5 separate regions of the Mus musculus genome follow, and regions 2, 3, 4 and 5 are each linked to region 1. A link is a contact called in public HiChIP or PLAC-seq, Micro-C and promoter capture Hi-C data. All regions are on one chromosome and are shown on one strand. Each heading gives the region's core, a stretch centred on a gene start, on an enhancer-like site or on the middle of the called end of the contact. The rest is flanking DNA. Distances are from core to core; before and after follow the strand shown.

Evidence for each region. Promoter capture Hi-C pulls out the DNA fragments that hold promoters and counts their contacts. Hi-C and Micro-C count contacts between places; a contact is called where the count stands out from the background. HiChIP or PLAC-seq counts read pairs in DNA pulled down with a chosen protein or histone mark.
Region 2: an HNF4G HiChIP or PLAC-seq map of pancreatic cancer cells shows a contact between it and region 1. The contact joins the enhancer-like site here to the promoter of Sowahb in region 1. A contact is called at or near these places in 9 of 39 promoter capture datasets (the C10 cell line, the HPC-7 cell line, HPC-7-derived erythroid cells and 5 more), 1 of 484 Hi-C or Micro-C datasets (liver) and 2 of 115 datasets of contacts at active chromatin or transcription factors (intestinal villus epithelium and pancreatic cancer cells).
Region 3: a Micro-C map of embryonic stem cells shows a contact between it and region 1, with 1.8 times the contacts expected there. The contact joins the enhancer-like site here to the promoter of Sowahb in region 1. A contact is called at or near these places in 2 of 39 promoter capture datasets (cranial neural crest and embryonic stem cells), 2 of 484 Hi-C or Micro-C datasets (cortical neurons and embryonic stem cells) and 1 of 9 other capture datasets (adipose tissue).
Region 4: a promoter capture Hi-C map of liver shows a contact between it and region 1. The contact joins the enhancer-like site here to the promoter of Sowahb in region 1. A contact is called at or near these places in 6 of 39 promoter capture datasets (the C10 cell line, cranial neural crest, embryonic stem cells and 3 more), 1 of 484 Hi-C or Micro-C datasets (cerebellum) and 2 of 115 datasets of contacts at active chromatin or transcription factors (hepatocytes and pancreatic cancer cells).
Region 5: a promoter capture Hi-C map of cranial neural crest shows a contact between it and region 1. The contact joins the enhancer-like site here to the promoter of Sowahb in region 1. A contact is called at or near these places in 6 of 39 promoter capture datasets (cranial neural crest, embryonic stem cells, frontonasal cranial neural crest and 2 more), 1 of 484 Hi-C or Micro-C datasets (embryonic stem cells), 1 of 115 datasets of contacts at active chromatin or transcription factors (pancreatic cancer cells) and 1 of 9 other capture datasets (adipose tissue).

What each region holds. Positions count from the first base shown.
Region 1 is chr5:93,043,103-93,047,677 of GRCm38.p6, reverse strand. It overlaps Sowahb (sosondowah ankyrin repeat domain family member B), which reads left to right and starts at 2,656. Exons shown (of 1, transcript NM_175270.4): 1 at 2,656-4,575. The coding sequence starts at 2,820.
Region 2 is chr5:93,295,141-93,299,715 of GRCm38.p6, reverse strand. No RefSeq gene overlaps it. Among named protein-coding and RNA genes, the nearest start is that of Ccng2, 30 kb to the right of the region's middle. Within about 2 kb of position 2,790, at least 83 of the 459 cell types and tissues checked have an H3K27ac peak or open chromatin away from gene starts, as enhancers often do. A contact at or near this core is called in intestinal villus epithelium, liver and pancreatic cancer cells, where this site is marked.
Region 3 is chr5:92,838,981-92,843,555 of GRCm38.p6, reverse strand. All of the region lies in intron 2 of Shroom3 (shroom family member 3), which reads right to left. Among named protein-coding and RNA genes, the nearest start is that of Mir1961, 53 kb to the right of the region's middle. Within about 2 kb of position 1,940, at least 44 of the 459 cell types and tissues checked have an H3K27ac peak or open chromatin away from gene starts, as enhancers often do. A contact at or near this core is called in adipose tissue and embryonic stem cells, where this site is marked.
Region 4 is chr5:93,223,082-93,227,656 of GRCm38.p6, reverse strand. All of the region lies in intron 1 of Gm42116 (a long non-coding RNA gene), which reads right to left. Among named protein-coding and RNA genes, the nearest start is that of Gm42116, 3.7 kb to the right of the region's middle. Within about 2 kb of position 2,441, at least 6 of the 459 cell types and tissues checked have an H3K27ac peak or open chromatin away from gene starts, as enhancers often do.
Region 5 is chr5:92,891,628-92,896,202 of GRCm38.p6, reverse strand. All of the region lies in intron 2 of Shroom3 (shroom family member 3), which reads right to left. Among named protein-coding and RNA genes, the nearest start is that of Mir1961, 110 kb to the right of the region's middle. Within about 2 kb of position 2,707, at least 19 of the 459 cell types and tissues checked have an H3K27ac peak or open chromatin away from gene starts, as enhancers often do. A contact at or near this core is called in embryonic stem cells, where this site is marked.

The DNA of each region.
Region 1 (4,575 bases), core at 1,407-3,906:
CTCTACACAACTGCACTCCTCTACCTTAAAACCAAGGAGCTATATTTTCAGCTAGCTCCCCAAAATACTTAAGTGAAGCAGGAGCCCTCTGCACAGAAGTGTCTTCTGCCCTAATGGCCTCACTTTTTTAAAAATGCAAAGTCCTCCTCACTCTGAGCTGAGCCTTAGCTCTTCCTTCATGCACCCGGGGACCCCAGCTCATGGTCTGTGCCATCCTAAAGTCCTAAGTTTATGTGTGATTCCTAAATCAAGTAGCATGCTAACCCATGCCATTTCTCTGGTCTTTTGTTACCAACAGAGTTCTCTAACAGACGTTCTTCTTTATATATACCTATTTCTAGCAATGCCCAGCAATGTAGCAAAAATAAATAAAAATAAAAAACCTTTGAAAATAATGAGCTAAATATGAGGGAAGCAAGAAGGTATCCCTTATATAAGATGTAGAACCTTCCACCTAACCATCCCCTTACCCTAGGACAAGCAAGAGGACACCAAACCACTTGGGTATCCACACATCAAAACAATTGTAGACCTAGTAATTCAACCCTTAATTGAAGGTGAATGGTGTCAAAACCTTTGGCATCGGTCCCTCCCCTTTCTCTCCTCTTAAAGTACAGCAAGTCACGGTCCCATTCTGCCTCTTGGTCACTTGTACAACTCAACATATGTACTTGTGCAAGGCACCAAAGAGGGATTCTCCTGACTTGCCCATCTGAGGTTTCCATTTGGACTCTGCCTCCCACACTTGTGAATCTCACTGAGAGACTCAACACCAGTAAATAAATACAAGCACGAGCTGAAGTTTCATATAAAAACATTTGTTTCAATAACTACTTTAAGGCGTCAAAGTTATATGGAGTGGGAACAGCTCCTCCATGCCAACCCACTACTAGGTTTCAATTCTAGAAACTGCCCCAAATAGACAGAAACAGTCCTTCTTTCTGACCTAGATAATTTAAAGCCAAGGAGTCCAAGTCCTTCATGGAAAAGTACCAGGGTTCTGTTGGGATTTAAATGAAACACTGCTGGTGTGGCCTATCTGACAGACTGTCAACTGATCAGTGGCAGTGACAGAGGGCTTGCCTAGCACAAATGAGTACCTGAGTTTGATCCCCCAATGCTGGGGTAGGGGGATGGAGGGTGACCATACCAAAACATTGTTGACAGTTGCAGGACCAACATACTCGAGATATTCTTAGTGAAAAATCTGGAACTGTAAAGTGAAGTAAAAGGAGAGGAGAAAATAGAGAATTTATCGCTAGAAACGTGGCAGTCATGGGAGGCTGCAGAGACACAGACATTTGGGGTGGCTGTTAGGGAAGGTGGGGAGGGAAGGCTGCAACGAGGCTGTGCAGAAGACAAAGGGGCTTGAGGCTACAAGAGATAGGTACTGTTGACAGTATGCAAATCAACTCAAGATAAAGAAGAAAGAGAGTCACCCAGACCAGACAGAAATGTAGGGCTTTATGGATGAAGTGTGCTGCTGTGGCTTAACTCTTCCCTCTTCAAAGGGGGCTAAAGAAAAACTTGAATCAGGGTGGACTCAGCAGCCCTTCAACAGACCAAGAGAGTCTAGCGTCCCCTTTCCTGGGGTGGAATCAAATCCTCGTCGCGATTTCAACATTTTAAATGTGTGGAGGAAAACTTGCATTCTCAAAGCAAAGACTTCACAAAGAAGTCAACATGAAACAGATGGAGCGAATCTCTTCTCTTCACAAATCTTAGACTAAATTAAAAAAAAATAACTCTGGGTATCAAATACCTTAGCTAAGGAGATAATTCCTCTGGATTTTGGCTTCCTAGGAAATGACCTCTCTGATAGCGAATCCTCCCCCAACACCTCTGGCACTGAGCATTGTAATATAAGACAATGATGCCGGAAAATGAAAGGCAAAACCCAACCTTCGTCTGTAGCTTTCAGAGTGATTTCGCTCTCAGTACAGACTTAGGCAGGTGTGTCTGAACTCCTTGAAGAGAATGTCCTGGGAGCCGCCTTCTCAGTATCTTGTTATCGACAAACTAAAAGAGATTTGGTTTGGATCTCGGTGGGTTTTTTTTTTCCGGATCCCGCCGGATTCTGCAATTGGGAACCCCGAGCCCCTCCCCAGACCGAGCTAATAAAGAGAAACAGCGGGGAGCCAATCTATTGGACCCTGACCCGTGAAGACTCTAGCTGTAACTCGTGCCGCGGGGAGAGAGGGACCTAGTCGACCTCCCTCTGCTTTAGTTTCTAGCCTGGCGGGCACTCTGAGGGACAGCCAGTCGCCTACCTGCCTGACATCTCCCAGGCCTCGGGGTAGCTGCGCGCCCGGGAGAGCTGTTCCCCTCCGGCTCAGTTCGCCCTCGGCCTCACCTCCCACGCTGCCCGCGACTGTGACCAGCCTGACTCACCCCGGACGGGTGGCGGGGGTTGGGGGATACTTCAGAAGGCGGAGGTACTGGAGGCGGGCTGAGCCCTTCCCCCAGAGCCCAGGAGGAGGCGTAGCCAGAGCGCAGGTGAAACCGACTCCGACCTATCCCGGGAACTTTCGCTGCGGGGACTCGCTGCGACAGGCCAGCGTCGTTCAGGGGCGGCCCAGGAGCCGCCCCCTGCCACCAGGGTTGCGCGCGGGGACTCTGCCTGGGCACCCGCCCCTAGGGACCCTCGGCCCTCCTGGAGCGCCCTGGGGATGCGGGCGGCGCCGGCCTCCGCGGCTGATGGAGGCGGGTGGCGCCACCCTGGGCGCAGGTGACACTCTCCAGGCCTGGGTTTCGGTCGAAGGGGAAGTGCGCTGGGAGCTCGAGACGCAGCCGCCCCAGGGACTAAGGACCCAGCAGCGATGGCCGGAGAGCTGAGCCAGGAGGCACTGCTGGACTTTCTGTGCCAGGCCGGGGGCCGAGTGCGTAACGCAGAGCTGCTGAGCCACTTCAAGAGCTTCCTGCGCGACCCTCACGTGTCTCCAGGCCAGCTGCAGGAGCGTCGCGAGCGCTTCAAGGGCTTCGTGAACTCGGTGGCCGCAGTGCGCCAGGACCCCGACGGCACCAAGTACGTGGTGCTCAAGAGGAGGTACAGGGACCTACTGGGGGAGGAGGGCCTGCAGCGACCGGGCCCTGTAGATGGAAAGCCGCGGGGCCACCGCCGCCGTGACCCGGAGCCGCAGAAGCCGCCGGCAGGTGCGGGGACCCAGGTGGACGTAGGTGGCAGCGCGCAGAAGGTGGCCGGGCCAGACCCCAGCCCGGAGGACAGCCCGAACCAGAGGACACCGGAGCCAGAGGCTGCTCAAGCCAGAGGCAGGTGTGCGGCTGTGGGGACGCGAGGACGCTGCTGCTGGGAGTGCCAGCAGAACGGCTGGGGACAGTCCACCGGACAGCCGCTGCCAGAAGATCTCGGAGACCCTGCAGTCGCCTGCGAGAAGCCGGAGCGCGCTGCACCTGCCCGGGATGACCTCGGAGCTCCGGGGTGGCTGAGGGAAGGAGAGGCCGCCGAGCACGCGCCTGGATCTGTACCGCCTGTCTGGCCTCCGACCGCCGTCGAGGCTGCTGGCAGCCCGACGTCCCCGCCTGCTCTCCCGCCCCACCCGGCGCCCTCCAGAGAGCCACTGGAGCTGTTTACCGCCGGCTCCCCGAACCATTCAACCCAGCAGCTGCAGCAACAGCACCAGCGCACTCAAGAGTGGGTAGCCAGATACCTGCAGGTGCCTGAGCCCGAGATCCAGGCGCCCACTCGCGCCTGGTCGGTGTTGCCAGACAACTTCCTCCAGCTACCTTCAGAAACCGCCTTTGGGGTCTCGGAGACCAGCTCGGCGCTGCCAGAGCCCGCTCTGTCTTTTCATTCTCTCCTTCCCGTGGTTCTCGATGAGTCCTCAGAATCCTGGCCAGGGAACGCTCCATCTACCGTCTTTCGAAGCATTCGTTGTCAGCTGTCCCTCCAGGATCTGAATGACTTTGTGGAGCAAGAGAGCCATGGAAGTGAGGAGAGCAGCAGTGGACCCAAAGAATCTCCCGGAACCCCCGAAGAGGGGCTGCAACCTGTCTTGAGAACTTCCTCCTGGGGGGAGCTCAGGGATCCAGTTGAGGATCTGTTTTTGCCACCAAACGACAGCCCTTGCCTGATCCGGCGGGACCTCGGATATAGAGGGAATGCGCCCAGTTTTCGGAAGGTCCCAACAGTGGCTAAAAGCCTTGGAGACCACCCCCAAGAGCCCTTCCCTGCCCTCAAGTTCCGAAGGTCTGTCAGGAGGAGCTCTCGAACAGGAAGAACCAAATCTCCTTCTTCCTCAGACGAGGAGCATCCTGATGAGGACTTGTGGAAAAGGAGTCGGCGCCCACCTCGGTCCAGGAAACCTTCCAAGGCAGGAGCCCTGCCCAGCCCAAGGGTGGATGCTGTTTTGGTACAGAAATTGGCAGATGCTAATGCTGTGGCCAGTCAGCCACACTCTTCATGGATCCCAAGCAGGGATGGATCTGCAGCCTTGATACCCCACAGACCTTCTGAGCACAGGTCCCCCCTTGTCCCTCTAGACACCAGGGAGCATGAGTGGATTGTGAGGCTTGCCAGTGGTTCCTGGCTTCACGTGCTGACTTTGTTCTGGGAGG
Region 2 (4,575 bases), core at 1,541-4,040, 250 kb before region 1:
AGGCAGTCATGAACTCATGATTTAAAGACTTGTGAAGACTCCTGAGTTCTTAGAGATGTATTTTAAGAGAATGATTCAGTCACTTTTAAAAGGCTGCTGAATCCAATTCCCCTCCGGCAACTTATTCACACTATGGAAGATTTCTAGTCTGCCCCCAAGAATTTCAGAAGAAAGAATGAGTATCTGTTCACCAAATACTGGTGCTGAGAATGAAATGTCCTTAACCTCAGACAATGCTGAGGACATAGTCACTCACCCCTGTGTCACTCATGCATTGATGTACTCAAAGACCTATTGATTCTTACGGTTTAACAAGGAAGGAACCTCGAAAGACTTGGATCTTGTCTGCTTCCAAGGCTGCATGAAGGAATTATGAGAGGCCCCAGCACAGGCTTCTGAATGGCTGGATCCTATGGCTACATTTGGAGGTGAAAAGCACTGGTTGATAATAAGACACTATTACTCCAAACTAATATAAAGAAATAATCTAGAGTGCTAGAGAGAAGACTGCGTGATCGACCAAGGTTCAATTACCAGCACCTAGGTGGTGGCTTATAACTGCCTATAACTCCACTTCAAGGGAATCTGACATCCTCTTCTGGCCTCTGTGGGCACAAGGTATACATACACACATGGTGCCCAGACATATAGGCAAGAAAAAACACCCATACACATACATATAAAATAAAAATCAAGTTTAAAATGTGCTTTAAAAGAAAGAATCTAGTTAACAAGAAAATAGATAACAGAGGACTTTAAAATAATACATGAATGTATTTCCCCCTCCAGGAGGAAAAATTTAATTCCTCTCCCATTCAGTATATACAGGTCTAGTGACTCACAGTAAAACATAATAAAAGGGGGGAGGGGCGGAAACAACCTTACAGTGAAGAAACCCAGCAAACACATTAGCCAGGTGACCCAGGTCAGCTACACTAGTGACAGATCTGTTGTTACATTCTCCCTGATTTAGCATAGTGAGAATACCTCACCCTATGGTATGCATGCTTTTGTAACCAATCACGAGGAAATCACCAGACATAACCAAATAGGCCAACAGTGGACAAGCTCCTAAACAGCTCTCTTCAATGAAGGCCTTTCAAACTTGGGTGCAGTGGCACACCCTGTAATCTCAGCACTGAGGAAGCTTAGGTAGGAAGACCACAAGCTCAAAACCAGACTAAGTTGCAGAGAGACTCTGGATCAAAAAAGAATTGAGGTCATGAACAATAAAGAAAGGCAGAGCAAATGAAACTGTGCTGTGCTGCCTACTTATATCAAGTTGACTCAAGCTAGAGTCATCAGAGAGGAGGGATCCTCAGTTCAGAAAATGTCTCTGTAAGATTGGGCTGTAGGCAGGGGGTAGGGCATTCTTAATTAGTAGTCGATGGGGAAGGGGTCCCTCCATTGTGGGTGGGGCTAACGCTGGGCAGATAGTCCTGGGTTCTAAAATAAAGCTGGCTGAGCAAGCCATGGGGAGCAAGCCAGGAAGCAGCACTCCTCTATGGTCTCCACGGTAGCTCCTGCCTCCAGGTTTCTGCCCTGATTTCCTTCCATCATAAACAGTAAGGTGGAGGCATAAATCAAACAAAGTATTTCCTTCCCAAGTTGCTTGGGTCATGGTAGTTTCATTACAGCAACAGGGACGTGATTAACACAGCCTAAGGAGACATGTTGACTAAATAAATGGGGTACGGTGCCTGGTTGGAGTTCCAAAACAGGATAGCCTCGAAATGGAAAACCTGAGGAGATGAAAATAAGAGTTTAGTTCATAGTATGTCTCGGGTTTGTGAATGATCCTGGTGTGATCAGATGTGAAGGTTTAGGGATAACTGGTAAAGGAAGTATGGACTTGTCACTGTCCCTGAAGCCATATGTGTCTGTCTAACTGCCTTTAAAAATGTCACCTCCTGATCAGGCAGTGGTGTCGAGGTGGCACAAGCCTTCAATTCAGGCTCTTAGAAGGCAGATCTTTGAGTTCAAGGCCAGCCTGGTCTACAGGTGGAGTTCCAGAACAACCAAGGCTACATTGAGAAACCTTGTCTGGGGAAAGAGGGGGGACAAAAAAAAAAACTAGAAAAGGAAAGAAACACCCGCCACCAACTGCAGGTCCACTCTTAGGATTAATTAGAGCAAAAGTTCCCAAAGCTGCAAGTGAAGCTGCATGAGTCTCAACCTGGAGTAAGGAGCAGAGGCGAGAGGCCAGCTGGAGCTCAGCCCAGCACCAGCACCGAAGCCTGGGTGTAGGGGGATCTGGTCTGTTCTTGTGATGCCACTGGTGCTCTCTGGAAATAACTCTTGACTCCAGCCTCACTTCCCTCCTGAGTTTTCACCTGCCTGTGCCCATGGAAAGGGGGTCTTCTTTGGAAGCCAGGTGGCACCCACAGGATTGGCACACACACACACACACACACACACACACACACACACACACACACACACATAAAAGTGAAGAGGTATGTGTTCAAAATAAAGTTAATAACCAATTTTAAAACCACCCACTACAGGAGATCCTGTAAGCAGGGGTTAAGAACATGACATGCATAAGAGGAGAAAAAAAAAACAAACAAAAATCTGGGTTTTATTCTGGTCTCTATTACCTACTGGCTATGTAGCCTGTCTAAGCTTCAGTTTCCTCATCTATAAAATGGGGGTAAAAATAGGGCTTACTCATAGGACTGTGGTGAGGCATGTGGTTATTGAACAGCTCACAGAACAAACAGAGCTCTTGTTATTATCCATGTGCCGTACACATCCTGACTCAACGCAAACAATCCAGTTCATTAGTCCCCGGGCTCCACCTGAAGAGTCAGAGTCACAGAGGATGAATAATGGGCTCTCAAGGTGACAGAGTCTAAACCCAAGCAAGCTGGTTCTGGAATTCTTCCTCTTGGCAGACCGAATGGCACTGCAATTTCTGTTATCAGAAAAGAAAAAGAAAATGAAAGGGAAAATTAAAAAAAAAAATCCCAACGGTTAAACCAGAGGGTTGAAGGTCAGCTCTACAGAGAGTGCTGTGTGAGCAGTGGTTTAGAAACAAGCCTGGAACTATACCAGACTCCCGAGTGCCTGCCAGGAGTGATTGCACTTGCCTCTGCGGACCAAGGGCCAGTGAGAACTTTATACCTAACATCACATCACAGCTCCACAGAAATGAGAGAAGCCCACTCCCATCTCGGCTATCCCAGGATTTTCCAGTTCGTTTTCTAGATAGGAAGCTTAAAGACCAGAGAGGCCAGCTCAGAACAACATATTAGACAAGCCTTAGAGGAGAGGAACCAGCCCACATTCCACATTTAGTCATCACTCTTTATGGTCAAAGGTCAGGGCACTAGGAGAAGCCTGAGGCAATGTTCTTGAAGGTTCCACAGCTTCCCAGGCTAAGTAGATGGCTTACACAAGGCACAAACTTGGCTTGGGCTCCTAATTTGACTATTCCATCTTCAATTTGCTGCTTAAATATTCAAAGTTGCCACCCTCTGAATGCCTTCTTTCCGATCCCTTAGCTGCCTCTTCACCTGTGTTAATGGGTTGACAGCCTTTTGTTGGAAATGAGAAAACTCTGGTTCAAAGTGATGAGGTTTCCCATTGTAATGGTTAATACAGTCAACAAGATAGCATCTAGAATCACTGAGGGAGTGATTACCCTCATTAGGTTAAGAGGAGAGGTCTAAAACTGGGTGACACCATTCCAAGAGCTGGAGTCCTGGACTGAATGAAAACCAGAGGACTGAGCCCTAGCAACCATCACAGTTTCACAACTGTGAGTGCAATGTAGCCAGCTGTCTCAAGTTCCTTCAGCTGAGGCTTCCCATGATGCACTGGACCCTCAGACTGTGAGTCAAATAAATCCTTCTTTAAGTGGCTTTTATCAGGATCTTTTATCACAGCAACAGAGAAAATAATGCTGGCAAGAGGCAGAGATAGAACCAAACCCCCATTTGGCAGAATCCAAAGTACTGCTGGGGCCTCCAAAACAGTCAGCTTCGAAGGATGTGCTTGCCCTGGAAGTTATCTTAGGGATGGAAGCACCAAGACATGAGGAAAACCCACACAAGTTTTTATTCCATGGCTTCAGGCCAAGGCAAACTGCTTCAAAATACTAATCTAGCCATCTCCCCCACCCCACCCCCATCTTTTTTTTTTAACTCCACCAAAAACTGGAGAAAGGAAGGAGGAGAAATATGCTTTACACATATAATAGTTCTAGCTCCAGTTTCCTTAACCAGGTCTGAGCTTGACTAATTCTAGGAGTCCACAGTGCACTCGGACAGCAACCAGATCCTAGGCTTGCTGGCATAGAACACAGCAGCCAAGGGAGCAGGTTGATGGTAATCCTGCCCGACACAATAGAAAAATACTTCCTGGGCTCTGCCCATTGGAAATTGAAGTGTGTATTTGTCCAATTCTCTTTTAGATGAGGCTGGGGAGTGTTACAGATGCAGATGTATAATCCTATTTATTTTATCTTACTGAACTGCAGAATGTGTGTGCCTCATTAGAGTATACAGAGCTAGAACTAACCCAATTTTTACTAGTGATATATTTTTATATCCATGTTTCAAATGAAAATAA
Region 3 (4,575 bases), core at 691-3,190, 200 kb after region 1:
TAGAAAGGAGATGTAGACGACTCAGAGCTTGCTGGATGCCTCCTTTCAGATTATCAGAGTACCCTTGTAACTGCACGGTTGTCGCTTACACTGCTGAAAACACTTCTGTGTAGAGACTGGAGGCTAACCTGGAAAGGCAGAAGAGGGTTGTCTCGACACAGCCATCAAGAAGGGAAAAAGCCCCCATCACATTTACCAGTCAATGGGGAAGAGGGATGCTTTGGGCATTCTCCATGAATAATAACTTACCGAAAATATCTCCTTCCTAGAGGCAATAAGTGCATTAAGATGGGTAAAAACAAACCAAAAAAAAAAAAAAATATTCTAACTCCTCAAAGAGCCAGGTCTGGGGTCAGGTAGCCGTTCTGATTGTCTGGTTCATTCTGGACTCTTAAGCTAAAACCAGAGTACCTTCCTTGGCTTTTCTGGGGTTGGCTGAGAAGCCAGGAAGCAATTTTGTAAACTGTGCCAGGCCCTGGCAGACAGGCTGGCTCTGTAAGGTAGTGTTTCCAGTTAGACCCTGCACTCTCTGAACTTAGAGGCTGATTGTGATCCAAGTACCATCAGACATTCGAAACAAGCAGTCTTCAGGGGCTTTCTTGCTTTGCTGTCCACGGACTTGATATAACCTGAGATCTTTGGGGTGGGGGGTGGAGAAGGGAGAAGCAAGAAGAAATTAACACCCCCCCCCCAAAAAAAAGAACCAACTATCTCAAACATAAGCATCATAAATTAAACCAAAAGCACAAACTAGGTGCTATATGGGCCCTTTGCCCTAAAATAAACAAATATATCACTGAGACAGCAAACAGAGGGGAGTTAAAGTCTATGCCTAATGTGTTCTTGAAGTTTCTTTCAAAGTGCAAGCACCATGAGAGGCTTTCAGAACCCCTCGAACTACGGACTGCGGAACTGCGGACTGCGGACTTCCTGGCGGCAGGAAGCTACTGGAAGTCGTTTTGCTTAGAGAGATAAGATCACTCCGGCCTTCCCCAGTAGCTTTGGTGGCTAATGGCCCTTCTCTAGACTCTCAAAACCACAAACTTTATGTAGGTTCTTTGAGTAGAAGGTCTGAAATTGAGCAGGAAAAAAACCAAACCAAACCAAACCAAAACAAAAACTTGGTGGTTTTAGCCATCACCATCAGCAACTGAGACAAAGACAGGAAGGGAACAATAAGGATGCTCATGGCAATCGTATTATTTCTTTACAAATATCATTACCTTCTATTTTACCTTCACGTACACTGGGTGAGTTCACTTTACCCGATCAATGGAAAAACATGCCTTCCAGATCTCTTTGTCTCTCTTTTTCTATATCTCTGTCTGTCCATCTGTTTGTCTGTCTGTCTATCCATCTGTCTCTCTGCCTGTCTGTCTCTGTCTCTTTCTTTCCCTGTGTCTTTGTCTATCTCTCTCTCTTTCTGTCTGTCTGTCTTTCTCTCTCTGCCTGTCTATCTCTGTCTCTTTCCCTGTGTATCTTTGTCTGTCTGTCTCTTTCTGTGTCTCTCTGTCTCTTTCCCTGTGTCTTTGCCATCTGTCTCTGTCTGTCTGTCTTTCTCTCTCTCTCATTCTCCCCCAAATCAAATTATCAAATTCTCTCAAAGATAATAAATTTTTGCTTCCAAAAAGGTTTCTGGAAAGTGAGAGCCTTTTTTTATCTGCCTATGAGAAATGGAATTAACAGAAAACCAAACAGAAACTCCGGTAAGAAGTCTATGGTGAATGGTTAAATATTTACAACATAAGAAGCAGTCCATCTGAAAACAAACGGACAAGTGCCTGGCTCCGTTCCCCATCTCAGGAATCAAGAATGTTCCCTTGCTGAGAGCTGCCATTTTGTTGACATTCAAGTAAAAGATTTGGCTCCAGGGAGATGTGGGAGTGAGCCCAGTCTGGGGAACCATTATCATAACAGATGAGCTCATTCCACACAGCTACGCCCAAGGGAAGGAAGACCAAACTCACAAAGAGGCTCTAGGAAAGAAATGCTTTCCCAGCTCAGCTCTGGGTTCCATCTGCCCAATGGATGCCCTCACCAACAGAGCCCACCCCCAAACCATCACATTACCAAACACGATGACCAGGTCACCAAACAATTCCACAAGTCACTGGGGTATTAAACATGCTGCATGAGCCTTCGTAGTGATCAAACACCTTTTACTGGGTTTGCTGTTGTTTGGGTTTGGTTTTTTGGTTGTTTTAGGTGCTGGGGGTTGATTTCCATGTTAGGTATATTCAGTCTCTGAACCATATCCTCTACTTCCTCTTGTACTTTAAAGCCCACTGCATCTATCCTGTCTTCTCCATCCTGCCCTCATCCAGTTTCCTGTCTCTCTCCCAAAATGATCACATCATTGGTTTCTTGAGATAGTCTCTAGCCTTATCATGCATTCTTCAACAGTGTGAATTCTGATGTTCCTACCAAAGTCCCATTTTTATACCAAACTCCTGTTTTTATACTTCTTTATGATCATGGGGTTATTTGGTAACTTTGAAGATTTTAGGAATAAACAAATGTTTGTTTACAACTTTCATCGTGATGTGAGGAGGTTTGGTCAATGGCTTTACCGAACCTCTCTGTGGGAAGTGTGTAACCTTGAGACTAGATGGGTTGACAGAAAGAAACCTCACAGCCCGGGTCCAAGGACCAGGCACAGGCATGTAGCACCATGCTCAGGGTTAGAAAACTCAACAAAATAAATGATTTTTCAAATATGATACAGAGAGCAGGCCACGGAAGTACACGCCTGGAATCCAGGCCAGGAGGCTGAGGTAAGAGGATTGCAAATTTAAGGCTAGAGAAGTCTGGGTAAGTTAGTGAGACCCTGTTTGAAGTGATAACACTCGGGGAGGTGAGGGGTGAGGGAGGGTGCATAGCTCAGGAAAGCCTGCTTGCCACTCACACGGCTTTAGGTCTGATCCCTTTTATGGCAAAAACAAATGATACAAAACTATGTAGGTCAGAAAGTTAAATTAAGACCTGTTCCCGGTGTCTGTAGAAACAAAGGACAATTCTTTAAAAATGACTCTTGTTTAAGAAAGGGTGTCACTAAACAAAGGCTAAAAAGATGATTACTAAATGCGATACTTGGCCTGGGACTCAATTCTGTCTGTACTAGGAGGAGGTGGAAGAGGAGGAGGAGGAAGAGGAGGAGGAAGAGGAGGAGGAGGAAGAGGAGGGGAACTTATTATAAGCAATATTATTAGATAACCTGATAAAAATTAATTCAGACAACAGAGGAGACATTAACTATCATTTTAATGTTCATGTTACTAGTGGCAGGGCTGGAGAAATGGCTCAGTGATCACAAACACTTGCTTCTATTCCAGAGGATCCAAGTTTAATTCTCAGCACCCAATTGTCTGTAATTAAAGTTTTAGGGGACCCAAAGACCTCTCCTGTCCTCCATGAGCCCCAAGCATGAACAAGGTGCGCATATATACATGCAGGCAGAACACTCATACACAGAAAATTTTAAAAAATAATAAATTTTAAGTTACTAGTTGTTAATTTTGCTGAGACTATGAAAGAAGCCATCTGTATTGACAGGAAATATCCATGGGAAGGATTAGCTGTAAATGGGCCACTGCCAATATCAAATCTTAGGATAAGAATTCCTGGGCTTAAATAACATCAGCTCCTACTTAATGTTCACTTATCTAAAACTGAACAGAGTACACTTTGATCATGTCACCTCACCAGAAGTCCAAATGCCAGACTATAAATGTGAACCACCTCCATGTTCTATAGAGTGATCCCATTCAACTAGTGTGGTCGCTGCCCCAAGGACAGATACCCCCTTTTCCCTGGACCTGCCATCAACACGATGCCTAGGTCAGTAGGAGATGCACCATGGCCACTCCTGCTGGCTTCTCCTCTGGACCCCAGTGAAGGGCTCACACTCAGTCACTTCTGCAAGTCTTTGTCGTGAAGCAGCTGCTAAGCAGCAGAATGACTTACTTCCAGCTTCAAGCAGGACCGTAAACACCACGACAGGTGGAGAGTCCTGAAGCTCTGTTCTGCCAGAAGGTCCTTCAGCACAGCACAAGGCTGGCCTAGATTGTTCGCTTAACATCAGAACTGGCCATTCCCAGCCCCCCCCTGTCAGGCATCTTTCCTGTTGATCCCCAGGAAGACTACAAGGCAGTCAGAACTGAAGGTCACAGCACAATGAGACTTGACAGCTAAGGTCCCAAAGGCTTCAGCTGTGCCTTTGGTGGAAGGCAGTGCTTACAATAGGAAGCGAGTAAGGGGACTCCAGCCCAGGACTAAGACCCAGCCTGGGCAACATAGTAATAGCATCTAGAAAAAGGTATGTGTGTTAGGGGGCTGGAATGTAGTGATGGCACACACCTTTAAACCCAGCACTCAGGAGGCAGAGGGAGGCAGATCTCTGAGTTCAAGGCTAACCTGGTCTTCATAACAAGTTCCAGGCCAGTCAGAGCTACATAGTAAGACTTTGTTTAAAAAAAAAAAAATTAAAAAGCAAGAAGGGTAGTAATATTATAGTAAAATTTGTGGTACATGTGTCTCACTACAATTGGAAATGAAAGGAAACAAACCTCAGAAAAC
Region 4 (4,575 bases), core at 1,192-3,691, 180 kb before region 1:
AGAAGGCGTCACCATTCACAATTTAGTCTGTTATAACTAGCTACATTAGAAGTGGGAGTGGGGGGGGGGAGCACCCTCATAGAAGCAGAGGGAGGGGAGATGGGATAGGAGGTGTCTGGAGGGAAAATCAATAAAGGGGATAATATTTGAAATGTAAATAAAGAAAATATCAAATTTTTAAAAAAAAAAAAGAAGTAAGATTACATTATGCGGCAACTTTGCCTTGCATCTATTACCCGGGAGAAGACCTTTAGAGCCAGCCAGCCTCTGGCACTTCGCAGAGCCCAGCCCTTCTTATCTAGCAGCTTAGTTATCTTGCCCCCAAGGCAAGCTCTTTGCTCAACCAGAGTGTTCCTGAGTTCAATGGTTTAACACTAATGTTCCACTTAACCAAGCATCTGTCTCCATTGTAGCATTTGTGGTCAACATGTAGCTTTCACAATGGGCCTTTCCCCTTCCACCAACAATGGAGTAACTCCTGCCTCCTATTAATGTGGAAAATGGAGGTATTAAAAATAAGTCTGAAGAGCTAAAAGAATAGCTCAGTGGATAAGTGTAAATGTAACTTTTAATATAAGTTTAATCTGAAAATTAATATGGTGGCTGTTTTCCTTTGCCTTAGTTTGTTCCCCAAATAACACACAGAATAACCAAGATTTATTCTAAAACTTCACCTCAATATCTGGGCAGTCAAATGTTCTATCTTAACCCTAAACTAATCTGACTATCTCCCAGCCATATCCTAAATAATACTTGCAATTAGGGCTTTCATAATCCAGCTGCACTCTTTAAGAACTCTCTTCCTCCTCATGACCAAACTAAATCTCTCTCTGTCTCTGTCTCCTCTGTCTCTTTCTCTCTCCCCCCTCTCCTTCCCCTGGCTGGTGGAAGTCCCACCATGTTTTCTCTTCTGCCCAGCCATGAGATTTTCTTTTCTTTCTTTCTTTCTTTCTTTCTTTCTTTCTTTCTTTCTTTCTTTCTTTCTTTCTTTCTTTTGTTCTTTCTTTCTTTCTTTCTCTCTCTCTCTCTCTCTCTCTCTCTCTTTTTCTTTCTTTTTCTTTTTCTTTTTCTTTTAGACAGGAGACTCTTGACCTAAGCAAATGTCATATCTATATTGAAACAACATACAAGGGCAGAGAAACCAGCATTTGAATAACATAAGGATAACCTTTACACAGTGTAAAGTGTACAAAAACATTGTGCCTATAGGCAAGAACATTGTTCTGCAAGCATTGGGACCAGTATTTTAATTCCTCACACCCATATAAAACCCTAGAGTTACCATGTATACCTGTAACCCCAGCATTCTGGGTAAAGACAGGTGGACCTAAGAGCTTGTTTGTCAGGCAGCCCAGCAGAAAAATGGGTAGAGTTAGATCCGGTCTCAAGGCAACAAGGCTGAGGGTGATTGAGGAAAGCATAGATGTCCTGCTCAGGGAGACCTACCAGCACACTCACAGGCATGTACCACAGCACACCACAGCCACAGCACACCACAGCCACACCACACCACACCCTCACACCAAGCAACAACAAGTCTAAAAACACCTTCAAAGCCAGATGTAGTGGATTAAGCCTGCAAACCTAGATAGGCAGAGGCTGGAGGATCTGGCATTTAAGAGAATCGTTGACTACAGGAGAATCTGCCTTTAAAAAGGCAAAACAACTATGTGAGTTTAAGAGACTGTAGGACTCAGTGGGCAAAAGCACAGATAATTGCAGAAAAATCCAGGTGGAGAAAAAATGAGCTGACATCATGAGATTAAGGGAACAGTTGGAAATCTATGGAAAGCATTGAATATCGGGGGGCCGGGGGAGGCTGGCATTTAACACATTAGGGCAAACACATTTGAAATTATCTGAATAAAAATAATAAAGTAGCAACAATTGCAAAGTCTTCTTTAAAATGTTTTTACCACAGGATTTAAAACAAAGCTTGAGAACTTCAGAGCGCAGAGTGGGAGAAGTCGAGTTGCTCTTGAAGGAGAGACATCTCTAGAAGAAGAGCAAGGCAGGGATGGATGCCCACGCTACTGCTGCGGGCAAGCTATGTCATCTTCTCTTGAGAGATGGAGATGTGAGCCACTCTAAGGACCACTGTCAGCACCATGGTGATGCACAGCCAATGGACAGCCTCGGCAGAACTAGAGAGAGAGGAGAGAACATCTGCGGAGAGTGGATAGAAGATGGCGTTCAGTGTTGGCTTTGTTGGGCTCCTGACAGAGCAGACACGGAACGCTGAGTTTGAGCAGCGTTTGGATGAGTTTATAAATAAGAATGCTATGCCAGGCCGGGGTTAGCAATCTCGAGTAGCTATTATCATCCCTAGCCTTGATGGAGTACAGAAGGAATTAATTACTGACACGCAGAGAAAACTGTGAGGAAGGCAAGAGCTGTGGCCGCAAGGTAAAGAGAGAAGGAATCTGCAGGAAACTGGTAACAGAAGGGATAATCCATTTCACTCTGCTCTGGATTTTTAGCTGTGGCTCTTGGCTGACTCCACTTAGAAGTCTCAATGCCAGAGTTGTGATTAGTATGGTTCAAACTGCTTGCTCAGAGCAAAACAGATTAGTGAGACAGAACATCGAGCACGAGCTCTTGTTTCTGCTTTGTTCTGTTTTGTTGGTTATTTTATTTCTTTACATTTCAAATGTTGTCCCCCCCCTTCCCAGTTTCCCCTCTGCAAGCCCCCTATCCCATCCCTTCCCCCTACTTCTATGAGGGTGCTCCCCCATCCATCCCTCTACTCCCACCTCTAGCATTCCCCTACACTGGGGCATTGAGCCTCCACAGGACCAAGGACCTCCCCTCCTACTGATGCCAGATAAGGCCATCCTCTGCTACATGCGCAGCTAGAGCTATGGGTCCCTCTTTGGTTGGTGGTTTAGTCCCTAGGAGCTCTGGATGGTCTGGTTAGTTGATACTGTTGGTCTTCCTATGGGGATGCAAACCCCTTCATATATAGTCCTTGCCCTTACTTCTCCATTAGGGTCCCCAAGCTCAGTCAGATGTTTAGCTTCGAGCATCTGCATCTTTATTTGTCAGGCTCTGGCAGAGCTTCTCAGGAGACAGTTATATCAGGCTCCTATCAGCAAGCACTTCTTGGCATCAACAATAGTATCTGGGTTTGGTGGCTGCAGATGGAATGGATCCCCAGGTGGGGCAGTTTCTGGATGGCCTTTCCTTCAATCTCTGCTCCACTCTTTGTCCCTGCATTTCTTTTAGACAGGAGCAATTCTGAGTTAATATTTTTGAGATGGATGGGTTTTGTTTTCAAGACAGGGTTTCTCTGTGTTTGCCCTGGCTGTTCTAGATCTCACTCTGTAGACCAGGCTGGACTCAAATCCACAGAGATCTGTCTGCCTCTGACTTCTGAGTGATGGGATTAAAGGCCAGTATTACTACTGCCAGGCCCAGCACAAATTCTTAACAAGAATGAAGGAGGGTTGGAAAAACTATTGTGAGAAAAGGGGTAGGGAACCAAAAGATGTCAGGGAACTGTCACGGTAAATTAAAAGAACTGGTTGACACCAGTTAGTACTTTAAAATGAGACCTTTATTTTTATGCTACTACAAGAGCAATAGATAACTGTCAATTTTAATTACCCCAGTCTTCAGCGGCAATCCCTTTCAATTAAATTAAAAAATACATTCAGAATTTTTATATGTACAAATACATTTTTATAAACAAATCATCACACATACTACACAAATCTAAGTCATGTAATGGTCTTTGAATCCAACCAAATCACATTAAAAATTAATCTGATATGTATTGAGTACCTACAAGGTTCAAGAATTTTTTTACACTTTGAAAAAAGAAAGTTTGTCATTTCAAAAAATTTACATTCCAGTGGAGAGTGATGGAAATGGAGGAATATATTCTATAACAATAATACAGGGGCTGGAGAAATGGCTCAATGGCTAAGAGCACCGACTGCTCTTCCAGAGATCCTGAGGTCAATTCCCAGCAACCACATGGTGGCTCACAGCCATCTGTCATAGGATCTAATGCCCTCTTCTAGTGTGTCTGAAGACAGCAAGAGTGTACTCATATCAATAAAATATATAAATCTTTTTTATAAAAAACCAATAATATAAACAAGTAATACATTTTAGGAGATCACAGACATTTTTAAGCATCCCGATAGACGGGGACTACAGGGGAGGAAGTAACGAATTTTTCCATGTGAGAAATCATAGCTTCGCCCAAGCAGGTATCGAGGGAGGCATTAGACCCTGGATGCAATTCGAAGCAGAGCCGGCAGCTGTGCATGAAGGTGTTCTTGGGGAATTCTGAAGGGAACTCATCACAGGTTGTTTCCTCAAACTCTCTGCCCTGGTCCTCTACTGCCTGAAAGTCCCATCTCCACCAACTACAACACTTGAATCCCCTGCCCTCTTTGGGTTGGGTTCAAGCAAGAGACTTAGCCAGAAAGAGATGGGAGGGCAGGGCAAGAATGGAAGACTTTTCCTTCCATCTCTTGTTCAACCAGGATATTGCTTGACAATGGCTGCTTTCCTTTGCTGAGAGCTACGGTGGCTTGGTGGCTCAGTGGCTCATCAGGCAGCTGT
Region 5 (4,575 bases), core at 1,458-3,957, 150 kb after region 1:
TCAGTGTCTCTCTGCATACACTGAGGGCAAGTTCTCGGAATAGATGCCTCCAACCTACAGTGGTCTGCATCTGCCCTCCAAGCAAAGGGAGCAAGTGAGCACGATCAGTGCCCACTGTGCGCATGTGCGAATCCCAGGTCATGCTCCACTGTGCGCATGTGCGATTCCCAGGTCCCTTACTAGAGATGTTCTCGTAAAGTCATACTAGCTTCAGCATCTGTATTAAAACTGCCTATAGAAAGTAGGTTTTACATCTGAATTCCAAGCCTGTTATTGAAAAGAATATTAATGAAGAAATTTTACAGCTTGAGAAAGTTACAGTATTTGATGAGAAATTTTTATAAGAAATTTATATGTCTTATCTTATAAGAAAAAGACAAGACAGCCAGTCCTAAGAAAGTCTAGTGTACAAACTGCTATTTGCACAGTTTTTAAAATATATTAATAGAGATAAAATTCACATGTGTTGAAATGTAAAACAAACAAACAACGCACACTATTTGCATTCTTCCCTCCCCAAAGTCTTCAATATTGGAATAGATTTTAAAAGACCAGAAAAGCTGAGATAACTCCCCATCCAGAAGTGGGGAGCACCAGGTCCCTAAATGTGCTGAGAGGGCAGGAGTTGTGAGTTAAGTAGGCTCATGGCTGCCAGTCCAGCCACTTCAGGCAGTGACAGGTCAGGTCACTTTCTGCCATCTCAAATATTTCCACCTACAAACCCTAACTTTCAGTGGGAGGTAAATAAAATATGTCTGATAACAAAATATGTCCAATCACATCAAATCATGGTAGGCTATCTGAGGGTCTAAAGTGATGTGGGAGGCAGGGTCCCTGTGAGATAGATGGTTTAATGGGTAAAGTTCTCGCTGTGCAGATTGGACAACCTGGGTTCAATCCCCAAAGGTGGAAGGGGAGAACCAACCCTGACCTCTGACCTCTGAATGTAGGCTGTGGCACAGATAACCCAACCCAAATAACCAAAGTAAAATTTATTAAAAAAAAAAAAAAAGAAGAAGAAGGCCTAGCTCCTAGTCCATGTGAAGCTTATTTTCCTAGTGCAGTTGTTAAGTTCTTACCAGAAAGGACAAACTTGTGAGAATAAGTATCTTTATCAAACAAAAAAGATGACTGGTATACATCCCTAAGTTCCAGCTTCAGCCTTGTTCTATGAATTACGTCACGTTAATCTAACACAATTAATTAATTATATGTTTAAAGATTAGATTCAGAAGCCATACATAAGATTTATTTCTCTATTTCTAATTTTGATAGTATACATTTCTTTTTCATGTGTATGGGTGTTTTGTCTGCATGTCCGTCTGTGCACCACCTGCACATCTCCTGCCCAAAGAAGAGGGCTTTGGATCCCCTGGAACTGGAGTTACAGACCATTGTTAGCTGTCTGATGAATGCTTGAGCCCAGGCCCTTTGGAAAAGCAGCTGGTGCTCTTAACCACTGAGCCATCTCACCAGCCCCAATACTTTTATAATATATATGTTATACCTTTAAAATATTAGGCTAAATTTTACTTATAAATAGGCTGTCATTAGTTCTTAAGAACTCAGTGTGACTTTTTTCCAAACAAAGTTATTATATAAGAAATATATTTAAGCATGCTTTTTACACACACACACACACACACACACACACACACAATAGGACCCTTCTCTTCCTACAGCAGTATGATAAATTCCTTGATTCATCTGCATGCTGTTTTGAATATTTACACTTTAGAAAAAAAAATCCATATCTGTTGAATACTCTAGAAACTAAGAATTAATATCAGCAAGCATAAACCCGAGGAAGATTCCAAACTACAAACTTACTGCTTCATGGAGGAATTTTTAGAAAGATGAACGATAATGCTACTTTCTGAAACAGTGCTCAAGTTTTAGGGGAGCATGATACAACTTTTGGTAAAACCGTCACTCTCATAAATACTTTTTAAAATTTTTTTTAAGAGACAACAAAATGTGAAAACCAGACAACTTTTTCCAGTGAATAAAATGTCAAAATGGAAGCTTAAAGCAAGGCCACTCGCCGAAGGCCACTCGGAGTCTAAGAGATGCCTTGTTTTCTAGGTTGGACTGTAAAGGGGGAAACAATCATATTTTACAACTTCCAAGAGCCACTTTGTTCTCTCCCCTCCCCCCAGTGCTGCTGGCACGGCCCCCTTCCCTTAAATAATGCTCACACTGAAAGCAGCTGAGCCCACCCCTCCCTTAATTCTCCCTCCTTACTTAAGGCATCTTCAACCCTAGCCAGCTAAATCCTGTTTACAAAGGCACCTCCAGGTGTTCTGTTCTTTGGAGCCCAGGAAACAAGGGCCCACATAAAGGCCTTTATGTAACCCTGGCTGTTACCCAGAAAGCTATGCAGGCTCTTGTAGAGGTCAGAACCCTAAGAAAAGACAGGGAGAGGACTAGGTAGGCAAGGTTCATTGATTACTGGGGCAGCAACAAACACTTACTGCCACTGCCTGGTCCCCCACAGCAAGCTTGTTTCGCTGGAGCAGAGCTGGGACCCTGTGTAAAACCCATACTGATTTAAACAGGAGCACGGGGAGGAAAGAACAAACCATCACTAATGGAGGAGGGGGATGATGTAAACTGGAAGAAACAGTTTTAGGTAAGGATGGTCCTTGTCCTCATAGAAATGACAGGTCATTGTCAACATTATGAAGGTTGTTAATAAGTAACAGTCGTCCGGGGTCAGCATCCCCAGTAACTAAGGAGACAAGAATCGACAACATTCTTTCTGGGCTGCCTTGGCTCAAAGATTTGAAGTTTATCTTAGAAACTGAAAGCAACCTGGGGATGCAGTTCAGTTGGGAGAGTGCTTGCCTGGCTAGCAAGCATGAAGTTAGATATTTAATCCCTGCATCCACTGTGGTACCACTTCTACAACCACAGCCCCTGGGAGGTGGAGAAGTACAATCAGAAACTCAAGGTCTTCAACTATAGTACACATTTGAGGCCAGCCTAGGATACATGAAATCCTATCTCAAAAGGATTTACCTATTTTAAAGGTGGTATAAAAGTGCAGGCACCCACACGACAAATGGACAAACAGACATAATCACAGCCTAAGACCTCCAAACTTTACTGACGTGCATAGCTTAAATACATATTTGTTATCTGGTGTCTTTGTGTGGAATTCCAAAGTTTTGGGGGCTATATTCGTTCCCCAGCATCCTGGCTGGCAAGTCTAGAAAGCAAACAATTCCAATAGAATGACAGTAGCTGATTAACAGCTGTCAGCAATGTGGTTGCAGCTCACATATGCTTACTTACCATTTGTGTCACCAACCACAGTACACACTTCTAGACCCAAGAAACTGACTTTGGTGCCTAAAATAATTTGACAGTCAAGTTCTAGAATGAGTTAAATACTCCAACTTCATTTCTACTTCTATTTTAGTTGACAGAATATAATTTAGGAAGTTTTGAAATAGCTTAAGATGAGGAATTGTCACATTTTGTCCTCATTCTTTCTTTCTCCCTGGCTACTTCCATTCAGTATCCAACCTCCAAAGTACACGCTACTTTGTAACTGGCCTTGGAGCCAGCCCTGGGCTATTAGATGGCTCTCTGCTCAATGGCAAACTCTGATTTCTGAAAAGAGTTTTTCAAAGATGTGGGTGTTGGGACAGGTTCCATAATCCAAGCCTGAGGCTTTCAAAATGAGGCCAGGTTGGCCTCCACAGCTGAAACCATGTGGATGGAAGGAAAGGAAGATGGGTCTCAGTCATGTCCCTCCCCCCACCACCCCCACCTCCAGTTAAGCAAGTTGAGCGGATAAGAACGAAGAGTCCGTTTCACAGCTTCAATAGTTGGCCTGCTGAAGGCACGGTAAATGGATCTCACCAAAGTTCAGCTTTTCCTCTATAAAATGAGACTAATTACTGCTCCCATGAAAGGTTATGATGAAGATTATATTGGGTAATCATTGACTAGGTATGTTTAAGGAAGGAGAGCTAGTGAGGTATCAGTTGTTCCTTTAATTCTATTGAATTCCTGGTAGCCCCCTCCCTCCCAGCTAGTACCATTCACTGACAAGGCACAGATGAACCATCACAATCCATAGAAGTTATAAAAGAAACCTGTGGGTCATGACCCTTTGAGGATCAAATGCCCCTTTTGCAGGCTTTTTTTTTTTTTTTTTTTTGCCTATTGAATATCCTGCATATCCAATATTTATATTATAATTCATAATAGTAGCAAAATTACAGTTATGAAGTAGCAATGCAAATAAATAATTTTTTAAGATTTATTTATTTATTTATTTTATGTATATGAGTTCACTGTAGCTATCTTCAGACACACCAGAAGAGGGCATCAGATCCCATTACAGGTAGTTGTGAGCCACCATGTGGTTGCTGAGCATTGAACTCAGGACCTCTGGAAGAGCAGTCAGTGCTCTTAACCACTGAGTCATCTCTCCAGCCCGCAAATAAATAATTTTATGATTGGGGGTTCACCACAACATGAGGAACTGTATTAAAGAGTCACTTCATTAAGAAAGTTAAGAACCATTGCTCTGGTCAGAGCCATTTTTTCTCCCACAACAAA